Regions from separate parts of the Mus musculus genome. Here regions 2, 3 and 4 are each linked to region 1. A link is a contact called in public HiChIP or PLAC-seq and promoter capture Hi-C data. All regions are on one chromosome and are shown on one strand. The core of a region is the stretch at or near the end of the contact, and the rest is flanking DNA. Distances in the headings are between cores, read along the strand shown.

Region 1 (4,962 bases), core at 911-3,410:
GTTGATGGAGCTGGCTTTATTCCCTTGGGGTGACACTGTCTCTTGGGAGCTTAGGGACGTCAGGTGGGGTGGCTGTGGCCTTTACCAGAAGTTTCTAGAGGTCAGAGATGGGAAGAAGTGATGGGATACCTGTAGACAAAGCCAGCTGGTGAAGGCGAAGGGAAGGGAGCTCTGACTCCTCTGATGAGTGAAGGCCCGTCTCTCATTGCCAGGAGAACTATCATTTAAGCTGTACCTGCTTTGTGCCAGGTACTGGGTGGTCCTCTCTAACCCTTAACTGTTCTGTCAAAGAAACTAAAGCTCAGAAAGGTTAAGAGACCGACATGAGCTCAACCAGTTGAGAATCACAACTACTGGGCTCCAAGTTAACCCTGCTTACCACCTTCCTTTCACATTAGTCATTCACCCGTTTCATAGATAATCAATCAGCTGCTGTGAAATGACACTGTTTTCAGGTAAGAAAAGTTTAAGGTTTGGAGACAGACAGCCCTGAGGTTGACTAGGGAGGTTTTTCTTCCTGTGGGTTTTTCTTTTGGTTTCCTCCATTCTTGGGTGGGCATAATGTTTTCATCCTGGAAGTGGCCATAGGGGTTAAACTCAGCCTGGAAAGGGAAAGAGGCCCCAGGGAGGGAAGGACCCGCCCTGGGCCACCCAGCTTGGCAGGGTGCAATAAAAGAGCTCTGGTGGGGGAGCCAGGCCAGATTGCCTATCTCTGTGCTATATCAGTGTCGAATTTCTTTATTTGAATGGGGAGAGAGGGCAGCCTCCCTCTGCAGGTAGAGAAGGTGGTGTGGAATGTGGCTGTTTGTTTTTCTTTGCCCGTGAAAGCCTTATTTCAGCTCACTTGGCTGTGCAGGGCTTCTGAGACACAAGATGTTCTCTGGGGTGCCTAGCCAAAGTGGACACTGAGGGCACCCACCAACCGAGGGGGAGCTGGGAAACAACATCCTTCTGCCTGCTCCATCGAGGCCTCCTGGCCCCCTTCATCTCCATATCTCCTGGCAGACTCCAGGTTGCTTAGAAAGCCAAGGCAGCCTTTCTTACAAACAAATCTTGTTCACATGGATAGGGGGAGACTAGCTGAGTCTATCTGCTCCTCTTTCTCTACCCAGGTATTGCCCACCCAGCTAGCTCCCTTTATTCGGAGACACCTTGAAGGGACACCAGTGTCATCGTCATTTGTCAAGCCATCAAACTGAGAGCTCCTGGTACTAGGGAGGTGGATTCGAGGAACCACGGGGTGATCATGAGGCAGGGCTTTCTGCAATGGCTGCCCCTCTTTCCCTTCGGCCCCTCCTCTTCAGCCCGCTGGCGGCTGGGAGAGGAAGCCCTGCCGGCAGGTAGCAGAGAAAAGACATAGGATCCAGGGGGGGGAGTCGGAGTGAAAGCAAACAAACAGGCCTTTGTGTGGCTTCAGATTGGCGGCTCAGAAGGGAAGCCAGGCCTGTGGTAGGCGAGAGAGGGAGGAGGTATGGGAGGTCGAGCTGTAGTTGGGTTGTGGGTAGCCAGAGCTGGATGACGAGGCCCATTCCTTGTAGACAGGCAACGCTTGGGCCCTGCCACTTGACTTCTGTACAGATCTAACGGACTCCCTGGGACTAACATACCTTAGGACTAACATACCTTAGGACTGTTAAAGGCCTAGTCAGTGTCGAGCTCCCATTCCACTCTGCTGCTTGTGACTGCAAGGAAGAAGTGGAGTAGTAGGGAGGGTATCATGGCCACCCGGGAAAACAGACTTTCCAGAACCAGGAACACGGTGGGAATTCCAGTGGGGAGGCAGCCCTGTGGAGCAGGAAGGTTTACTGTGCAGTGACAGGCAGTGGGTGTCTGTAGGTAGAGATAGTATCACAAGCCCCCACGACTAGGAGTCAAATTGCCCTATCACTGGTGCAGGCCACCAGGTTGGGGGCACAGGTCCGAAGACCGGTTTCCTCGCAGAGCGTGTGAGGGGTCGTCTTGGGTAGTATAGGTAGTGGAGCTGTATTCATTATCCTAGTGAGGACACCCGCACCAGCCCGGCTGCTCAGACCAGGACCCAAATCTACTGAGGCGCGGTCGGGCCAGACGATCAGGCAGCTGCGTGGTTGCTCCGGGGCCATTTCCTCTCCTCTCCACGACCTCGAAACGGGCGGCGGGAGGGCAGACGCCCGCGCTTCCTGCCCGCCAGCCCGCGGCGCCCCCCTAAGCAGCGTTCCACACGGGAGGTGCAAGGGGCGGGGCGGGGCGGGGCGGGGCGGGCACTGAGTCGCCATGGCAGCTCCTGGCCCGTCATGCTCCGCGCTGCTGGGACCGGCAGCCAAGGCCCCGCCCCTGGTAGAGCCGGGCCCCTTTCCGGGATTGCAAAGCCGGAGGCGTGGCTTCCAGACCTGGGAAGGTACTCTCAGGGCTCTCTGCTGTCTAGCTCTCCCCTCCCCCGGGTGCCACAGCCTTGGTGCTTCTTTGCGCGGTCCTTCACGGACGAGGCGCGGGGAGCGCCCCGACACTCTCTTACACTGGCAGAGTTGTGCCCAGAGGTACTCGCTTGTCCTCGACAGAGCCCAGCACTTGGCCTCTTGTAGCTGGCAGACGTTTGGTTGCCTGGCCAGGAGGTACATTCTTACTTTCTGAGCCCGGGCTCCATCGCCTGCCCTGGGAAACCTGTAACTAAACTTTGTTGCCAAGTTTGACCCATGTAATGCTGCCCTCTCTCCGCATGCTTTTCATGCCTTGAATCCCTAACTTCACCCTCCTGATCTGCTTTCTTTCCTCTAGTCCAGTAAGAGGCTCCAATTCAGTTGGCTTCTGCCCCCTTCTGCTTGTATGGAGCAGGCAGCTAAATTTAATACTGGTCTTAGGGTCTTGGCAAGAAGATTGCCTCTTAAGCTGCTGGACTCTGCCTTTCTTCAGCCTCACCCAGGGCACACACAGGAGGACGAGAGTAGGTTTTTATGGAAGCAGAAGGATGTATCTTGATATGTAGGCCAAGAGTAGTGGTGCACACTTGTATCTCTAGCGCTTCAGGAAGCTGAGGTTGATAGGCTAGCAAGATTGAGACCAGCCTGGGTTGTATAATGAGGAGTTCTTGTGTTTCAAAACAAAACAAAACTTCCCAATTCTAAGTATTTTCTAGTCTGATAATCTGAATATGCTGACTGTAGAGAAGTTCAAAAGTAGAACCAGACCCACCCATGCCTGACATCTCAGCTCCTTTTGAGGTTGAGTGCAGCAGGAGTTTAGGATTAGCTTGTGCAACATACCAAAACCCTCATCTCAAAAAACGATATAGGACCAGTGAGATGGCTTAGCAGGTAAAGGGCCTGCTACAAAGCCTCGTGACCTGACTTTGAAGAAAACTGACTCTGGCAAGTTTTCCTCTACACACACACTCACTCATTCACACTGTATGTGTGTGTGTCCTAAATTCCTGAAAAACAATATGGGATGAGCACAACAAATGCAAAGAATGAAAGAGTCATGCTGTATGTTTGGACTTGTAAAGTATTTGATGACTTTAATAGCTTTTTTTTCTTGCTATAAAAGGAGAACAGGCTTATTATAGAACTTTTGAAAAATATGAGTTAAAAGGAAGAAATTTACCCATATTCTAGTCTCTAAAGGCATTGCCTGTCATAGGGTTATCCTTACTGTGTATGCTACCACTCTTGTAGGTACCTGAAGTATATACTCTGCCTTTCTCATATAATGCCATACAAGGTATGTTAGCATTCTGCCTAAACTCCACCCCACAGTAAGAGGCAGAGAAAGGCTGGAGAGATGGCTCCGCTATTAGGAGCACTGACTGCTCTTCCAAAGTTCTGGAGTTCAATTCCCAGAAACCTGGTGTCCCCAACTCCCAGGATGTCACCATATTGATGCCAAACTTAGTGTGGACACCGGATCGGCATAGTGCACTACAAGGTATCATCCTCTGTTCTGTGCATCCGTGGGAATCTGAGATGGGGAGTTTTAATCTTAGGAGAGCTAGCAGCCTGTTGGGCTACCCAGGTAGTCATGTCACTCATCTCTCTATCCACAGACCCTTGGCAGGTCTCTTTTCCTGCCATTAACCTCTAACAAGTGTCTTGGACCAGGCATCTTTGTTTGTTTGTTTTTTGTTTGTTTTGTTTTGTTTTTTCGAGACAGGGTTTCTCTGTATAGCCCTGGCTGTCCTGGAACTCACTTTGTAGACCAGGCTGGTCTCGAACTCAGAAATCTGCCTGCCTCTGCCTCCCGAGTGCTGGGATTAAAGGCGTGCACTACCACGCCTGGCCCAGGAGTCTTTCTTATAAGAGAGGTTGAGGAAGCCACCATTCTGTACAGGAACCCAGAAGGTTCTTGGCCCATGTTGAGCCCTAGGCTCAAGCAAAGACTTTTATTTGGCCAGACATACAAGGCTGGAAAGGATCAGACCCAGCCTCACCCAGAGCCAGGCAACCTTCCCTCAGACCTAGAGACTTGTGTTCATCTCTTGACTATTCTTTTTGTCTGGTCTTGCTGAGAATCAGGGTCTGCTGTCCTAGCTCCATAACCTCTCACTGGAGGCATGTAGGCCTGGCACAGGGTACAACCTTCCTATGTCCAGACAACTCCCAGATCTGGCTCTGAACTACCCTGCCCTCATTCACCCTGTAGCCAGCTTCTTTTCTTCTTTTGTCTTCACAGTGCAGTCTTAGCCACCCAGGCCCTCTGAGGTAGACCTTGGAGGATCTCAGTTGCTAGATGGATTACACTGGAAAGGCTTCTAAGACCGAGGGTGGAAAGCTTCCTAGACAGAGAATGTTGAATTTGCATTTTGAGTGGCAGCTAAATTCAACAGATGGAAAAACCATAGACTGTCCCTTGCCCAGCACAGGGGTGTCAGGACCAGCACCAAGCCCCCCCCCCCCCCCCCCCCCGTCACTGCCTGCCACCATCAGTGTGTGCTATTGAAAAGGTACAGTAGGCATGTTGTCAGCATGCAGCCATCAGTCCTGTAAATTT
Region 2 (4,962 bases), core at 928-3,427, 890 kb before region 1:
AGAATCTGAAAAAAAAAATTGACCAAACAATTTCAAAGCATTGTGACAAGCTATTGCATGAACTTGCACAACAAGTTTTTTCTCTTGGTTAGGCTGCCTGACACTGGGTTACCACAGCAACTGCTGGTCTAATTTACCTTTACTTTAAAAAAAAAAAGAAAGAAAGAAAAAGAAAAAGAAAAGGTATTTTGAAGCCTGTCTGGTCCTGGGCAGAGGAAGCAGCCCAGTGGAGCAAAGATTCTGAATATCCGTTCTACAAGGGGCAAGGGGCACAGTGGACGTCCCAGATGCATGACTTACAATCACAGCTGTGTGAGGGCCACAGAACTAGTTACTGCTACTTTCCTTTCAGGATGAGTAGACTGAGTATGAGTCAGCTGTTATTCACACTGCCTTAAACCTTGTATGCAGTGCTAGAGATCCAAACCAAGACTTCACGAAGGCTAGAAAAGCACTCTACCATCTAGCTCCTAAACCTTTTTGAAGTAGCAATTCTGTACATCTGCCTCACAAGCAAGAGAACAGTGTGGTGATCCAGTGACTCAGACCCATTTTCAAATCTAAGGATAAGTGAGAGACATTCCAATAAGGGAAACCTTTATGCCACAGAAGACAATGTAGTTCACACATCTGTGACTGGCCCTTACACCACACAACTCTCTGGAGAAACAGAGAAACCAGGTAGTAACACAGTGCATCAAATCTCATAGTTTAGGCTATTTCTGCTAGTGCTGCTAAAAGTTCAAAAGTGAGGACACTATAGTCACCTATGTCAGGCACTGTGGATACTGGCTAAGACAGAGGAGAGACACGAGGCCAGCACACAAAGCACCATGGCACCTCACTAGTCTTCTGACAGACACGGCAGAAACCACCAGAATCAGCCTGCAGGAAAAACTGCTGACCACTAGTTGTGAAACAAGAACTACAACAGAAGACTCCAACATGGGTTGTGGCATCAACTACTGGGCTCTCCAATGACTTCTGGGACCAAGAGCAGCTGACCCTTCCTTTCCTGACAAAGCAGCCAGTTGCTGTTTGAATGGGAGAATTCCTTCTTGATGTGAACAGAATCCCTAGCATTTTGCATTTGTTCTATGTAGCTAGACCATACAACATATGTAGCTACCTACACTACAAACTGACATGGCACGACCACCCTAAATGGACAGCCAGAATTGTGTACTGGACCTGGTCTCTGTACCTGCGGACTGCTCAGAGGCCGGGAACGGGTTATTCCATGGGCAGGTTAAAGATTCTCCAATTCAGAATGGCCTTTCTAATCCACCCAAAAGTGCATAAAGGAGCCGGTCAAGAGGCGAAACAAGGCTCAAACCCCTCCGGGGGCCATCGGCACCCCAATGCAGATCTCACCGACGATATTCGGGGCCCAAATCACGGCTAATTGGGGATCACAGTGGGTATTCTGGTATCCCCCGAGATCCGCAAATGCGCGTGTTAAATCCCAGCACCTGGATCCGCAGTTCGGAGCCCCTGTCCGACACCTGTCCCTTTCCCTTCCCCCTTCCTACAACTTCGGTCCTCCAGGCCGACAGGAACCGGACTCGAGAGACAGAAGAGGAAGACCTCGCCACCCGAGTGACCTTGACGTCGTCTCGGGGCCACCCGAGCCTCAGTTTCCCCAAGCCCGCGGTTCATGCCGTATCTGAAGCGGCCGGCTAGCCTTTAAGAAGGAAAACCCCGTGACCCCCCGAACCCTGCTCCCCGCTCCCAGGCTCTCGGGCCGTGGAGCCTAGGAGAGGCGCAGAGAGGAACAGCAGGAAACCTGGCTTCCTGGAGAAGAGCCGGCGTCCTGGCCGGACTTCCGGGCTGCGGCCCGCGGCGGGCGGCCAGGCAGGCGTAAGGGCCGCGGAGTGGGGGAGGGCCAAGCGGCCGTGGGCGACGCGGGACTCCGGGGCGTCCCGATCCTCTGTCCGGCCTGCCGCCGAGCTCACTGAGCATAGACCTCAGGCCGCCCGACCGGACTCGGTCCTTAGCAGCCGCAGCTGAGCGCCCCCTTGACTCCCACGATGACCAGCCCGCGGCCTCCCCAGTTTCGGCCTCAGCGCGCCCCGCGTCTCACCTCCGCGGCGGCTGCTCCCAGCCAGGCGTTGGTTTCGCTCCCACAAGATGGCGGCGCTGACGGCAGCCACGTCAGCGCCTGCCGCGGGGCACGCCGGGGGAAGAGGGCGGGCACGCAGAGGGCCCCGCCCCCACACGGATGGCGCTTGCGCGTCTGCACTTTGTAGCCTTCACGGGGCGGAGCCGAGGTCGCTCTGTTTCCGGATCGGGTCCCGGGCTAGCACTCTGGCTCCCGGCACTAGAACGAGCAAGGGTGTGGTGTATGGAGTTCCGTGTCCGCCGGCGCGTGCGCACGCGCGCCTTCCTGCGGAATTCCAGCCCATTCCGCGGATGCGGGGGTTGAGGCCAGTAAGCGTTCTAGAGCGCCAAGGTCAGAGTGGGAAGGTCGTGTCAGCCCTAGGAGGTGTAATGTCCTTCTCACAGTACCCCAGGGTCTCTGATATTCCAGCTGGGCCCTGGAATTGAAGAGAATGATGTGACCGACAGATGGCCAAAGTGGGAAGAGGCGCAGGCCAAATGTCAGACAAGCACCATGTCTCCACACTGGTCTTGGACCTGTGTGCACGCTCAGAGCTGACTGAGAGGACCAGACACCTGCATGGGCATAGCACTGCCTGAGAGGCAGTGATGGGGTGGCCTCCTTCAGGGTGCAGGTGAGGAGGAATCCGTTAACTCTCCCCATCGATGCAGGAATCAGGCCCAGGCTCTGTCCTCCCTATCCAGTTCTTCCACCCCGTGTGCTGTTGGGAGAAGTCCCACAGGTAGGAGATGTTGAGGGCCCTGGGAGATTCTTTTGAGCCTGGAGCCCTATCTATTGAGTTAGCAGGAGACAGTTCTGTTACCAGGGCCTGCTTCAGCCACTGTTGTGTCCAGGCACAGGGTACAGGGCATCCTCACTGTGTTTGGGGGTTGAGACCTCCAGAGCTTTCTCCCCAGAGTTGTGGGTGCTGAGCCTGGCAGGATTCGATGCAATAGTCACCTTCTTGACCCTAACACATCCCTTTCCATCGCTCAGGGCTCCATTTTCAAATGCTGCTTCTGTAAACGTCTATGGGGGTGCTTGCCTGTTCTCTCTCACCCTCAACACACAGCAAGTGTTTATACAAAGCCTTGGGTGTCGCTGCCTGCCACCAACCCTGGAGAAATGGCAGGACATCTCCTGAGACCTGTGATTCCAGCCATGCCAGAAGCCTGTCTTAGCCTCATGGATAAGTCGACAAAGAGATGGGGTGTCCAGAAAACCGCAGGCTAATAGTCAAGAACCAAACTCCCTTTCTGTACCTAAAAAGGCTAAAATTATGAAAAAATGGAGACAGGGTGGTAGTCATTCTGTTTATTGTAATGTGACCACTGTACATTGTAGTCCCGCTCAAAACATCACTCTGTACCCCGTAAATAATTATTTGTGTCAGTTAAAATTTTAAACAGCCTTTGTAGATATTTAATATCCACATGTGTAATGGATGATACATTTGAAGTGGATACCTACCTAGGCAGGCTCTTCCTACCTCCCCAGGTCAGCTGAAGCCACAGTGAAATTTTCATATTGCACATGAACTTTGAATGTTAAATTGTATATTCACTTAAATATATATAATTTTTCAAGATTTACTTATTTTATCTATATATGTGAGTGTCTATAAATATGTATGTATACCATATGGGTGCCTGGTGCCCAAAAAGTCCAGAAGATCCATTGGAACTGGAGCTACTGATGTTTTGAGTTACTATGCAGTTTCTGGGAACCAAACCCAGTTCCTCTACAAGAGCTGCAGTGGACTTGACCACAGAACCATCACTCCATCCCCAAGTGTGTATTAAAAAGGAAGTTGGACAATTGAACTGAAGAAACTCTTCATACTATTGTCACAGAGGACCCAAGCTCTGTTCCTAGCTCCCAACTGCCCATAACTCCGGTTCCAGGGACTCTGAAGCTTCTGCCTCCACAAGCACGTGCATAAACCACACACAGTTAAAAAAAAATCTTAAATTTTTAAAAATATTTATTTTTTAAAAAACAAAATCTTTAAAATTTTTAAAAGAAATAGAAAGCCAAAGAAACTTTATTTTGTGAGGAGGAACTTAGCAAATTGAAAAACAATATGGAGAGACAAGATGGGGTTTATGTAAGATACAGTTTTTTGAAAATGATAAGACAGATTGCTGGATGCCTACTCCCAAGTGAAGAAACTTACTTCCTTCTTTCATCTGTGCTTCTGCTTTGAGCCCTGTCCCAGTGGGGTGGCGGGGGCTTGAAAACATATGTGTGGGAGCCCTGAGTGGGCATGACTAGGGACAGACCCTACCAGGAAATAGCAATTGCTCGGGTAAACTGAGGCTAACTCTTCCACAAGGTTGCTTAGAGACCAGGAGTCCCTTTTCCTATCTGAGGTCCCTGGATGGACCAGCTCTGGCCAGGAGGGGGCGAGGTGAGCTGTGACTGAAAGAAGCTGTCCGTGTGGCTGTCCAGGATCCTTCCGCTACCTGTACTAGAAAGCTGGGAGTGCCGATGGCCTCAAACCTCCACTTCAGCTGATCATAGGCCAGGGAAAAGTCCAGGGCCTCTTCTGTAGACTAGTCTACTACGAGGTTTACTCCTAAGCACCTAGTCAGAGGCGTGGATCTCCAGGGGCCTGGCCTCCTGGTTTTGTCAGTTGCTAAAGAGACAGATGGACTCCTAGAGTAAGACCAGAGAAAGGAGGTTCAGTGAGGTGAAAGGAACTGTGTGTGCCTTGAAGACCCCATCCTGTGCCCCAGGCAATTTCTGCAGTTTCTGTAAGATGGATGGCATTCATGCCAGGCTACTGATGCTTAGAGATGTAGAAGTCTCTCTCTCTCTCTCTCTCTTTCTTTCTCTCTCTCTCTCTCTCTCTCTCTCTC
Region 3 (4,962 bases), core at 1,270-3,769, 670 kb before region 1:
GAAGTCATGTCAGGCAACCCCTGGGTGTCAAGCAAATTCACATAAATGACGTTCTTGGGGAATAGGCCCACGTCACTGTGACTCCTAACACACTGGGATTGGCATAATGGGTCTCTTTCAGCATTTCCACCACACATGTGCCCTTGAGTAAAACTCAATAGCAAGTAAACAGCCTATTTTTAGTTAATTTCCAAAGTAACAGAAGACGCAACATTTTGCACACCTTCCCATTACAAGGCTGAGTGGGAGAACAGTGGGGCAGTGTGTCCGAGCGGGGGCGGCAAGACTGGCTTTTTCCATTACCTGCCCTCCTGCTCTGTAGCAGACCCTCTTTCCACTCCCTCAGAAGTTCCCATCCCCACCCTGGGAGGCTCAGGCATGCTGTCTGAGGATGTTTCGAGCAAACACCACAGCCTTGCTGCAGGGTATGCTCTAGAAATTCAGAGAGAGAAATGAGACTGTGCAGTGTTTCCACCTCCCCTCCCCTCCCCAGGGTGCCAATTCCAATCCTTTCCTGTTTTCTTCTGGGGTGGCTCTGCCCAGGATGCGCAGTTTCCATAGGTCTGTGTGGGCTGGGGATGTGCATCACCAGCACTTCCCAGCTGGAGGTAGGAGAGGCAACTTCATGGGCACACACCTGGGTTTCGGGCCTCTCGCCAGGCCTCACATAATCGGCTCTGTTACTAACACCCAGAGGCCAGCTATCATGTGAAGACCAGGATTACAGCACTAACTACACAGGGCACAAGGGCTCATGTTCCCATTACAGTGCCACAGGCTACGCTGCCCCAGAGCTCTTGAGAGCATATATACCTACCTGCTGGCCCTGACCTCTTTCTTGCTCGTGGACAATGGTCTTAGATACTCAAGCAAAGAAGTAATTCCTAACTGGGTTTCATACTTTCCCAGAAAACAAAACAAACTACATATTTTACCTCTACTCTCATGTCCTAGTCAGTACAGGATTCTGGGACCCTAAAAGGGTCCTTATCAGTGAACACCAGAGGAAGAATGTCCTTAATTCAGTTCAGCTCTGACAAATGTCTGCCTCAAGATCATATTAGGTCCCAAGGGTGGGGTTCTGTCTCCCAAGATGTCCCTACATTGGTGCAGATGCAAGCCCAGGTTGTAGTACCACTCTGATGGCCAGCACCTAGAAAGCAGGGTTCCAGAGGTCCTCCTTGGTTTGGAGTTCCCCTAGAAGCTCGTATTACTCAGAAAACCACCAACTTCTAAGAAGAACCAGCCCTCACCTCCCTAAGCACATAGGATCCTCTGAATGGGTCTTCTAGGGATGCTGTGGACATGACTGATGAGACACTGACCACTGATGACCCACTCAACCTTTAGCCCTAGAAGCTGAGGGCTGGGTTCAAAGTCCCCACCCTCTGATCCTACTCAGGTCTTTCAGTGAGCCATTCCATCTGGAATCTACCCTACTGGCTGTTGGATGGTGTTGGACTCATTAGCATGCAAAATGGCATTTATCAACTCAACCTGTCCAGGAATTTTAAGAATTGTAGGCCAATTGTAGGAGGAGATTTTAAAAAATCTAAAATGGTGTTTCCAAATATAACATGCTGCCAATGCAGGAAAAGAGGGAAGAGAGGGAGGGGGTAACAGGGATAAAATGTATAAACACATGCATACCTGGAAAAAACTGGCTCAATACCAGAGTTAGTGATTACACGTGAATGGAATTCTGGGTGCGTTGGGGTTTTATTGTTGTTGTTATTGTAACCTGGCTTTTTTTCTTTTGGAGCTAAGTCATGATTTGTGGTTCATTTTGGCTTAGAACCTCGGAACCTTTCCGTTTCAGCATCCCCAATACTGGGATTATAGGCGTGCACCACGAGTCCTGGCATCGATGTTTCTCGTCACTTGAATTTCTCTATGAGCTGTCATCTCTACCATGACCTAGCCGCAACACAGCTCCAGACAAGCGTCACGATAAAGGCCACAACAGGCGAGTTTGGCCAAACAACCCTCCTCCGCCTCGTTTCTATCCTTCCCCTCTTCCCAATGCATACATACCTCTCTACCTGAACCTCAGCATCTCCCCCCCCCCGCCCCCCAAAAAAGCTCATTTTCTCCTTTTAATTTTTCCTCGTTCTATTTCTAAGGAAACATCACAATCCTTTAAAAGGTTCCTCCACAATCTATCCAAGACACTCGGGAACATCACCCCCACCCCCCACCCCGCCGCCCAACCCCGCCGCCCCACCCCCACCCGCCGCCCCACCCCCACCCCGCCGCCCCACCCCCCGCGGATCCTGACCGCCCGCTCTGCGCCCCAGCATCCTCTCAGGACCCAGTCATCCTTTGAGGTTTGAGACTGATGTTCATCTCCTGTGTCGGTGGCGGGCTCCGGTACTGGCTAGCTGCGCGGTAGCAGCTCACCTGAGGCAAGAGGAGCACGCAGAAGACGCAATGGCACGCTCCACTGGACCACCAGACAGAGACGCCAGCAGCTGGGGAGCAGGTCAGCCACTCGGCGAGCGCTTGTACGCCTGCGCGAGAGGGCGGGGCCGCGTAGGCGCGCACGCGCACACCCTGGGAGCCCCAAGGCCCGCGTTCCTGCTGGAATGTCGCACCTGTGGCTTTTCGTTCCGGGCTCTTTCTCTGTGGTTACCACTCCGAGCTGATTTTAGGGGGTTTCTCAGCCTCCGGTCCCTATTTGGGGTGTAGCGAGAAGCCGGACTGGGCCTCTGGGGTCAGGTTTCCCGGTGGATGGATCGGGAGACACGCACCTTTGCCGAGCGGTACTACCGGGACCTCCGAGACCCAGTCCCTAGCGGCGGTGGCGGCCCCACACCCAGCGGCGTGACCTTCATTCAGACCCCGAACGCCTTCTCCTATGCTGACTTCGTGAAGGGCTTCCTGCTGCCTAACCTGCCCTGCGTGTTTTCTAGCGCCTTCACCGAGGGCTGGGGCAGCAGGCGGCGCTGGGTGACCTCGGAGGGAAAGCCTGACTTCGAGTATCTGCAGCAGAAGTATGGTAGGAGGGCGCAGACGGGAGGTATAGACCCCGGCATGGGAGGGCGGCCGGGGCCGGACAGACTAGTGGAGTCTGGATAATTCGGCCAGAGGGTGGCCGGACCCCAAGATGGTGAACTACGTGTATGACTCTGCCATTTCTGTGCTGACTCTCTCGCTGCAGGAGACGCGGTTGTACCGGTTGCCAACTGTGGAGTGCGAGAATACAATTCAAACCCCAAGGAGCACATGTCCTTCCGCGACTATATCAGTTACTGGAAGGACTACATCCAAGGGAGTTACTCCTCTTCGCGGGGCTGCCTCTACCTCAAGGACTGGCATCTGTGCAGGTAATAAGACAGGACGGCGCATGGCCATTGGGCACTTACCCTAAGCAGCTAGTGCAGCCAGTCCAGGTGGAGCACGCCCACTGCACTCAGAGGGGCTACCTCTACAGCAGAGTTCTAATGTGTATCACAGAACTGATGCGAAGATGTGGGGAGATCAACATAGCGAGCCAGGTAGACTATTATGGGGAAGGTAAGTCTTTCGTACATCTTGTATGGGTACAGGCGGCCTGGTGTCTCCTTCCTCTTCTGTATTTTTGAGCTGGTATCTCAGATCCTCTGGGGCTGTCCTCTCTGCAACCCCACTGAGAGGACGCTTGTTCCTTCTACGATTGCTCTGGGGATTCTTGCCATCCCCTGGGCCATTCTAAGCTCTCTAAAGGGACAAGTGACCTTTCCGCAACCACTCTTGTCCCACTTTGGAAACCCCTTTACTCTTTAAAGACACATTCAATACTCTCCCTTATCAGCTTCCACTTTTCTCACACAGCATCTTGTGACAGCTTTACTTAGGAGATTTTTGACGTCTTGCTGGAGCAAGAATGCATTGCAGTCAGTAGAAACTACTTCAAAATTTGAATTATGGTGTCTTCCCAGGCTAGCTATATATGGTCTGTTCATCTCCCACCCTTCTCTCTCAATGATGGACAGGGTCAAGAAGCCATAACCTCCATCTAAACCCCCGGATCTACTAAAATGATCACACCTTTACAGTGTGCTCTGTTGCTGTGCTAAGCTACGGTAGTCATGCACTTAGGCACACTGTTGTGTTTTCCTTTTGGAACTGGGAATGCTAAGGTTGTGAGCATATAAACACATACTGTTAGTATGTTTTGACATTTATGGTATTTTCAGCTTGGACATGTCAGTACGTAAGGCCATCATAAGCCGAGGCGCTCCCTACATCTCAGGAGTTTGGGCTGTCCCTAAGACCCAGCTCACGTGATGCTCTCTTTGGGAAGAGCATTACCCTTTTCCATGGTGACCCTGCGACTGTGTGTTTTCCTCTACCTGACGTCCCTTTCACAAGTACAGACCATTGTACTCAGACCCCCAGCAAAAGGCACAGTGTAACATTGAGTGAACCAATGAACAGTTGAATTCCTGTATCATTTGTGTGCGCAATAAGGCTCTGAACTGTAGAGTGGGATGGAATTCAGGCCCCTGCAGTTCCCATAACTGACCAGATGCAAGAGAAACACCAGCTTCCAGCTACCCTGCCATGCTACTTCTGTGGGCCCAGAGCAGGAGCTGGGTAAAGTGTGACCAGACACACGTCCTGGATCTCATCGTGGCAGAAACAGACTCACAGGCCTGTAGTACAACCAATTTAAGCTTATCCCCACTAGTGTACAAATAAATGATACTCAGACTGTGGTTTTTTTATTTAGCTTTGATAATTGCTGGGGGAAACCCCTGTTCTACTTTTCTAACCGTGGCCTGGCTACACCCCCAGTGGTGTTCCCCAAGTGCGTGATGTTTCCCCCGGCCATGTGCTCAAGGGCCATCTCTCATGGCGCCTTCTCCTCACCTCCTCGTTCTTTCCTTTTTTCTCATGCTCAACCAGGTAACTAAACCCTCCCACCCCTGCCTACCTCTAATTTCTCCAGTAATTGGCCATAGCCATTTTTATTTAATC
Region 4 (4,962 bases), core at 964-3,463, 610 kb before region 1:
GCTCTCCGCTCTCAGGCTCCTGGGCTCGCACCCAGCTCTGGATCTCCCACGGCAGGATAGCCAAGAACTGCTCCAGCACCAGTAGCTCCAGGATCTGCTCCTTCGTGTGCCTTTCGAGCCTCAGCCAGCCCCGGCACAGCTCCCAGAGGCGCTGCAGGGCCTCCCGAGGGCCTGCGGCCTCCTGGTAGCGGAAGCGGCGGAAGAGGCGTCGAGAGGACTCTGGGCTGGGAGGCTCACCCTGAGGGCTGGGGTTCTCTCCAGGAGGACTCCTCATTTTCCTGGGCTCCTCACTTTCCTTTGGAGCCAAGACTCGTGGGCACAGGGCTGTGGGCATGATGGGATTTGATGGGGGTCAGCGGCAGAAGACGACCCTATTTCCAAACAGAAATCACTGGCTTCAATGCTCTGGTCTCCTGTGGCCACTTCTGAGGGGGTGCTAGGCAGAGCCCATGGGAGACCAGCCCTTTGAGGAATTCCTGGGAAATGTACGAAGTGTTGGTGTGGCTGGTCCTTACACATGGGAACCGAAAGAAAGATGACCCTTCCCACAAGCCATCACTCCATGAGGAGTCCCCTAACATGTGGCAGTAAAGAAGGCAGGGCATTTGGGAGAAAAGTGGTGGCGATTCAACAGGACACTGGCATTCCCAGTACCCCAGGAGAACAAGGAGGCCACAGGCATCTATGTGTAACCAAGGTTTGTGATACCTTTGATGGACAGGTCCTCCTGGAGGATAATAGCCCCAGCAGGCCACAATCTTGAAGCTTTGGAGTCGAAGTCACCGTCTCTGTTCTTGAGGTCTTCACAAATTGAACTGGAGGAAAAAAAAATATGCAAGGGAAGTTATGCAAGACCACCGTGGAACAATGTCACTCTGCCAGGGACAGAAACTTTCACTCTGTGCTGGCAAGGACAAAAACTCCCAGGTACAGAAGGAACTCAGAGCGTTAAAGTAAGACTTGTATTTAAAACCACCAATGCTAGGCCTGGGGGTACAGCTCAGTGTCAGAGTTGCAGCTAAGACTGTGCCTCTTCCCCATACAGTGCTTTATGACAAGCCTTACACGCACCTGGTCCAACACAGGGGCTGCAGAAGCAGCTGAGTGGTTGGTTGAGAGTACACACTACTTTTCCCTCTGTCCACAAAGTCCTGTAAGTGTTTCCCACACCCTCTTCGAGCCTCCATGGGCACCGCACCCAAGGGCATAGACTCACACAAAGATATCTACACAGGTATACATGTTATTAAAAATTTAAATCTCAAAAAAAATTTTTAAGTTCTTGTTATATAGTTAAGTGTGCAGGTGCGTGCATAAGTGTGTGTGTGTGTGTGTGTGTGAGTAAAAGGGGCTGGAGGGAAGGGAAGGGGGTAGTTATGTAATTATATTTTAGTACCTAAAAATGTGGCTAAAAAAAAAAAAGCTACTAGTGTTCCGTCTGAGCCTATCCCTTGTTTTCTCCAGATTCTCCTTAAGGCAGTGGTACACATAGTGACATTGTGGCCCTTCCTGGTCATGAGAGAGGAGGCAGTCACCGCCAGGCTTTCAGCCCGACTATCACATACACAATCCAGCAAACACACCAGGGGCACAGTATATCACGGTCTCTCCACTTGACCCACACTTTGGAACACTCGGAGAAAAGGTAAACGGAGTCACCGAGTTGGGCTCTCGGGATTCCGGAAAAGCCCAGGCAGGGCCGCTCACTGCCTGGCCCTTTACACCCTCACCTGGAAGAGACTCCCAGCGGGGCAGCACCACTTTGCTGGAAGACAAGCGATACCAGAAAGCCACCAAGCAACCGAATAACAACCTGGAACCTCAACTTTTCTGTATTCCTCTGATTGCCGAAGTAAAGGCAGACACCCGACGCGAGCTTCTGAAAGCAACAGGCTGTGAACCTCGACTACTCTCACGTCTTACTCCCGTATTAAGAACCCAATCCGGGCCCCGCCCGCTCTCTCCTGCTTCCTCCGCCCACTGTCTCCCACCTGCTGGGCCCTGAATGGCTCAGGTCTACACTTAGGATAGTGTGTCCAGGGTCCCACCCTCAGCACCCGGTTCTGCTGGGGGACTGCTCTCAAAGAGCCCTAGGCCAGACAAGCGTGTGCCTCTTTGTCACTCTGGCACCTGGCGCGCAGGAGCCTCGGGAGCGGAAGCTTTATGAATGAACTACCGTTAGGGAGGGGAGGGCTCCCGCAGGGGCGGGGCTTGCCCAAAGCAGTTATTGAAGGCGCAGGATCCCAGGGAAGGAATGAAGAGCAGGAGGAGGAGGAAGAGGAGGGTGTTTTAGGCCAGGAGAACTATGGGGTTTCTGTCGCTTCCACTCTTTCAGATTTGCTGGCTCTTTCCTTCGAAGCCCGGGACAGCAGGCGAGCAGATCCTCACCTTCCAGCTCGGTCTCTCTGGTGTTTTGGCAGAGGCGGCTCCAATGCATGGGCCAGACTCGGTCCCTGGCCAGGCCAACCCTGTCTCGGGATCCTCTAGAATGCATCAGCTGGGCTTGGGAGCGAAGGGAGACGCCTGGAAGAGAATTGTATTGCTTCATCCCCGAGGGCACCTATGAGGACGCGGCTCTGGGAGCAGGGATCTGGGCCCGGACGCGGGAAGAGGAGAACAGGGAGCAGGACCCAGGCGCGGGCTGGGGATCAGAGCGCGGGAAGTGGGGAGCGGGTTCCGGGTTCAGACAGCGGGGCATGGGAAGCCGGGCCACAGTATACTCACCGCTGCGCAGCGTCCCGGTTGGCGGGCCGCGTAGGCCGGGCCGCCGCGGAAAGGAAAGGCCGGAGCCCTCCGGCTCCCTCCCCTGGGACACTTCCTGCACCGCTCTAGGACCGAGGAGGTCTCCTCATCTCAGTGGTTCGCTTCCCCGCCTCCTGGCCGAGGTGTACGCGGGGGGGTGACATCCGACACCCCCGGCCCGCCTGGACCGCCCCGCCCCGCCCCGCTCCGTGCTCTCCCGGCCTGGGCCCGGGGCCCGGGCTTTAGCTTTGTGGGCCTTCCTAGCGGGCTCGGGATGCGCGCGCGCGCCCCGGCGGGACCCGGGCGCTGGGGGCCAGTTCGCGCGGCCACCAGCCAGGGAGGCCGGCTTGGGGCTTTGCTCTTCTCTGCTCCTCTTGTGTGGGCGCAGGGAAGGGCTGGTCTGGCGGCGCTGGCGAAATGCCAGAATTGGGAGGAGGAGGGATGAGGTGTAAGGGGATCTCCCAGTGACCATTTGCATCCCGTGTGTGCTGTTGTGCCCCAATCCCTTCCAGCCGCAATTCCATTTCAAAGCCAACGCTGCCAGAGCCACCCAAATCGGTAGGACTGGAGAAATGCAGACCCAGCGATCCACGGTGCTCGCCGAAGCAGCGGCCCGCGGCTTCGTGGCATGGAGATGATCTACGATTTCTCTGTTTAAGGAAGACTGTAGCACTCTGGGTCCCTCTGAGCACCAGGATAGTCCTGGTGAGTACGGAGAGAGAAGGTTGCCAATCCTGAGAGTATGAGTTGGGGAGCTTGTCGCTGGCTTAATGCATAAACACAGGACAGAGTGACTTAAGTCACGGAGAGTGAGAGGTGACCAAGAACTAGGGCATTGGAACCTATTCCTGCCTCATCTACCCTGTGTTGAGTAGAGTCCAAATCCTCCCTCAGTTCCCTCGGGCTGGACAATGGAGCCGGACTGTCAAAGGGAGGAAGCAAAGAAAAATCTGCCTAGAAGTGAGCTACTGTGCTGATTTTTTTTCCCCTTTCTGGTTCTCTTTCGAAGGTACATGGTAGGAAGTCACCCTTAAAGAAGGTGGTTTGATAGAGACACCCCACCACCGGCAGACTTCGTGCTTCCGTTTCCTTCTAATAATTGGGACTGGGACAATCTCTTCCGACTAGTAGGTATGGAGTTAAGGGTCGAGGTTTTGGGACATTAGGAGGTGAGTCAAGTGGATGATTGTTCCCCAAGTGCAGAAGAACGCTGAGCAAGCAAGGGTCACCCAAGGCTGGGACTTAAGGCTCACAGAGAGCAATAGGAGCCACCTAGACTTACAAATCCATGCCAATCCCTTTTCAAAAACACCAGCCAGGAAGCACAGCCTGGAATGACCAAAGACCCCGTTGGGGAGTCAAGCCTAGTGATTAGTCCAGTTGTGTATCCCGAAGGGCTGCTGTTTAGGCTCCTGCCTGGTGGCTGCTCAATACTTGGATTCCTCAGAGGCGCACTTATTGGAGCCCTCACGCAGGTAAAATGCAGCGCCAGGAGGTGGCTGATACATGGGATTTTTCTCCCCCCACAAACACTTTCCCTTTAGTTTCTCCCCCTGAGCTCACAACTCTCAGGATTTAGGTCCCCTCTCGCTGTTCAGAAGCCGCCAATGACTCCTAATATGCCTTCTTTCTGTGTTTCTTCTGCATAGAACCTGGAATAGGGACTAATAGACTGGAATCGGAGCACCTGTGTTAAATCACACCCATCAAGGCGCAGTCAGGTGATCTAAGGCCTGCGTGACCTCTCTGTGCTTCAGGTACCTCCCTCATACAGGAGACTGATGCTGTCTGCTTCATTGTGAGGCTATTCAGGGAATATGTACTGAGAGTCTGCAAGACAGCTGCAGTTTGCCACTCCCATCCAGATCCTGGGCGCATCTGTGCACCCCACTGACCATCGGAAGGGCGAATAGTGAGCAGAGCTCTGGTCAGTGGAGCCACGGGGAAACTGAATCAGAACAGCAACCTCAGGACTGAGTTCTGAGCAGAGCCTGAGAGTTGTTACCATGCTGTATTGAGGAGTCAGGTGTGTCAGGCATCCTGGCAAAGGTGGTCTTTGAAATGAAGGAGTTGAGGTGATGGGGCCCTGGGGCAGCCACAGAAAGGCATTTCACTCTGTAACAAGCAGGGTTCTGTCAGGAGTTGTGGGTGAAGTACCTGATGACACTTGTAAACCCTGCTCTGTGGTCCCAATGATCCCCCCATCTCTGTTGCCATCAG

The links. HiChIP or PLAC-seq counts read pairs in DNA pulled down with a chosen protein or histone mark. Capture Hi-C pulls out chosen DNA fragments and counts their contacts.
Region 2: an H3K27ac HiChIP or PLAC-seq map of thymic regulatory T cells shows a contact between it and region 1, with 4 times the contacts expected there. The contact joins the promoter of Arf1 here to the promoter of 4930412M03Rik in region 1. A contact is called at or near these places in 4 of 39 promoter capture datasets (hippocampal neurons, liver and pre-B cells) and 1 of 115 datasets of contacts at active chromatin or transcription factors (thymic regulatory T cells).
Region 3: a promoter capture Hi-C map of liver shows a contact between it and region 1, with 2.1 times the contacts expected there. The contact joins the promoter of Snap47 here to the promoter of 4930412M03Rik in region 1.
Region 4: a contact with region 1 is called in a FOXA1 HiChIP or PLAC-seq map of pancreatic cancer cells. The contact joins the promoter of 4933439C10Rik here to the promoter of 4930412M03Rik in region 1. A contact is called at or near these places in 2 of 39 promoter capture datasets (the C10 cell line and pre-B cells) and 1 of 115 datasets of contacts at active chromatin or transcription factors (pancreatic cancer cells).

The regions. Positions count from the first base shown.
Region 1 is chr11:60,113,072-60,118,033 of GRCm38.p6, forward strand. It overlaps 4930412M03Rik (RIKEN cDNA 4930412M03 gene), which reads right to left and starts at 2,161. Exons shown (of 1, transcript NR_164317.1): 1 at 1-2,161. All of the region lies in intron 1 of Rai1 (retinoic acid induced 1), which reads left to right.
Region 2 is chr11:59,226,090-59,231,051 of GRCm38.p6, forward strand. Arf1 (ADP-ribosylation factor 1) reads right to left here and starts at 2,178. Exons shown (of 5, transcript NM_007476.3): 1 at 2,084-2,178.
Region 3 is chr11:59,447,515-59,452,476 of GRCm38.p6, forward strand. It overlaps Snap47 (synaptosomal-associated protein, 47), which reads right to left and starts at 2,520. Exons shown (of 5, transcript NM_144521.3): 1 at 2,401-2,520. Jmjd4 (jumonji domain containing 4) reads left to right here and starts at 2,531. Exons shown (of 6, transcript NM_178659.6): 1 at 2,531-2,998; 2 at 3,161-3,326. The coding sequence starts at 2,731.
Region 4 is chr11:59,503,440-59,508,401 of GRCm38.p6, forward strand. 4933439C10Rik (RIKEN cDNA 4933439C10 gene) reads left to right here and starts at 2,214. Exons shown (of 5, transcript NR_015585.3): 1 at 2,214-3,447; 2 at 3,752-3,873; 3 at 4,392-4,499. Zkscan17 (zinc finger with KRAB and SCAN domains 17) reads right to left here and starts at 3,201. Exons shown (of 10, transcript NM_172941.4): 1 at 2,725-3,201; 2 at 2,389-2,523; 3 at 709-815; 4 at 1-371. The coding sequence starts at 334.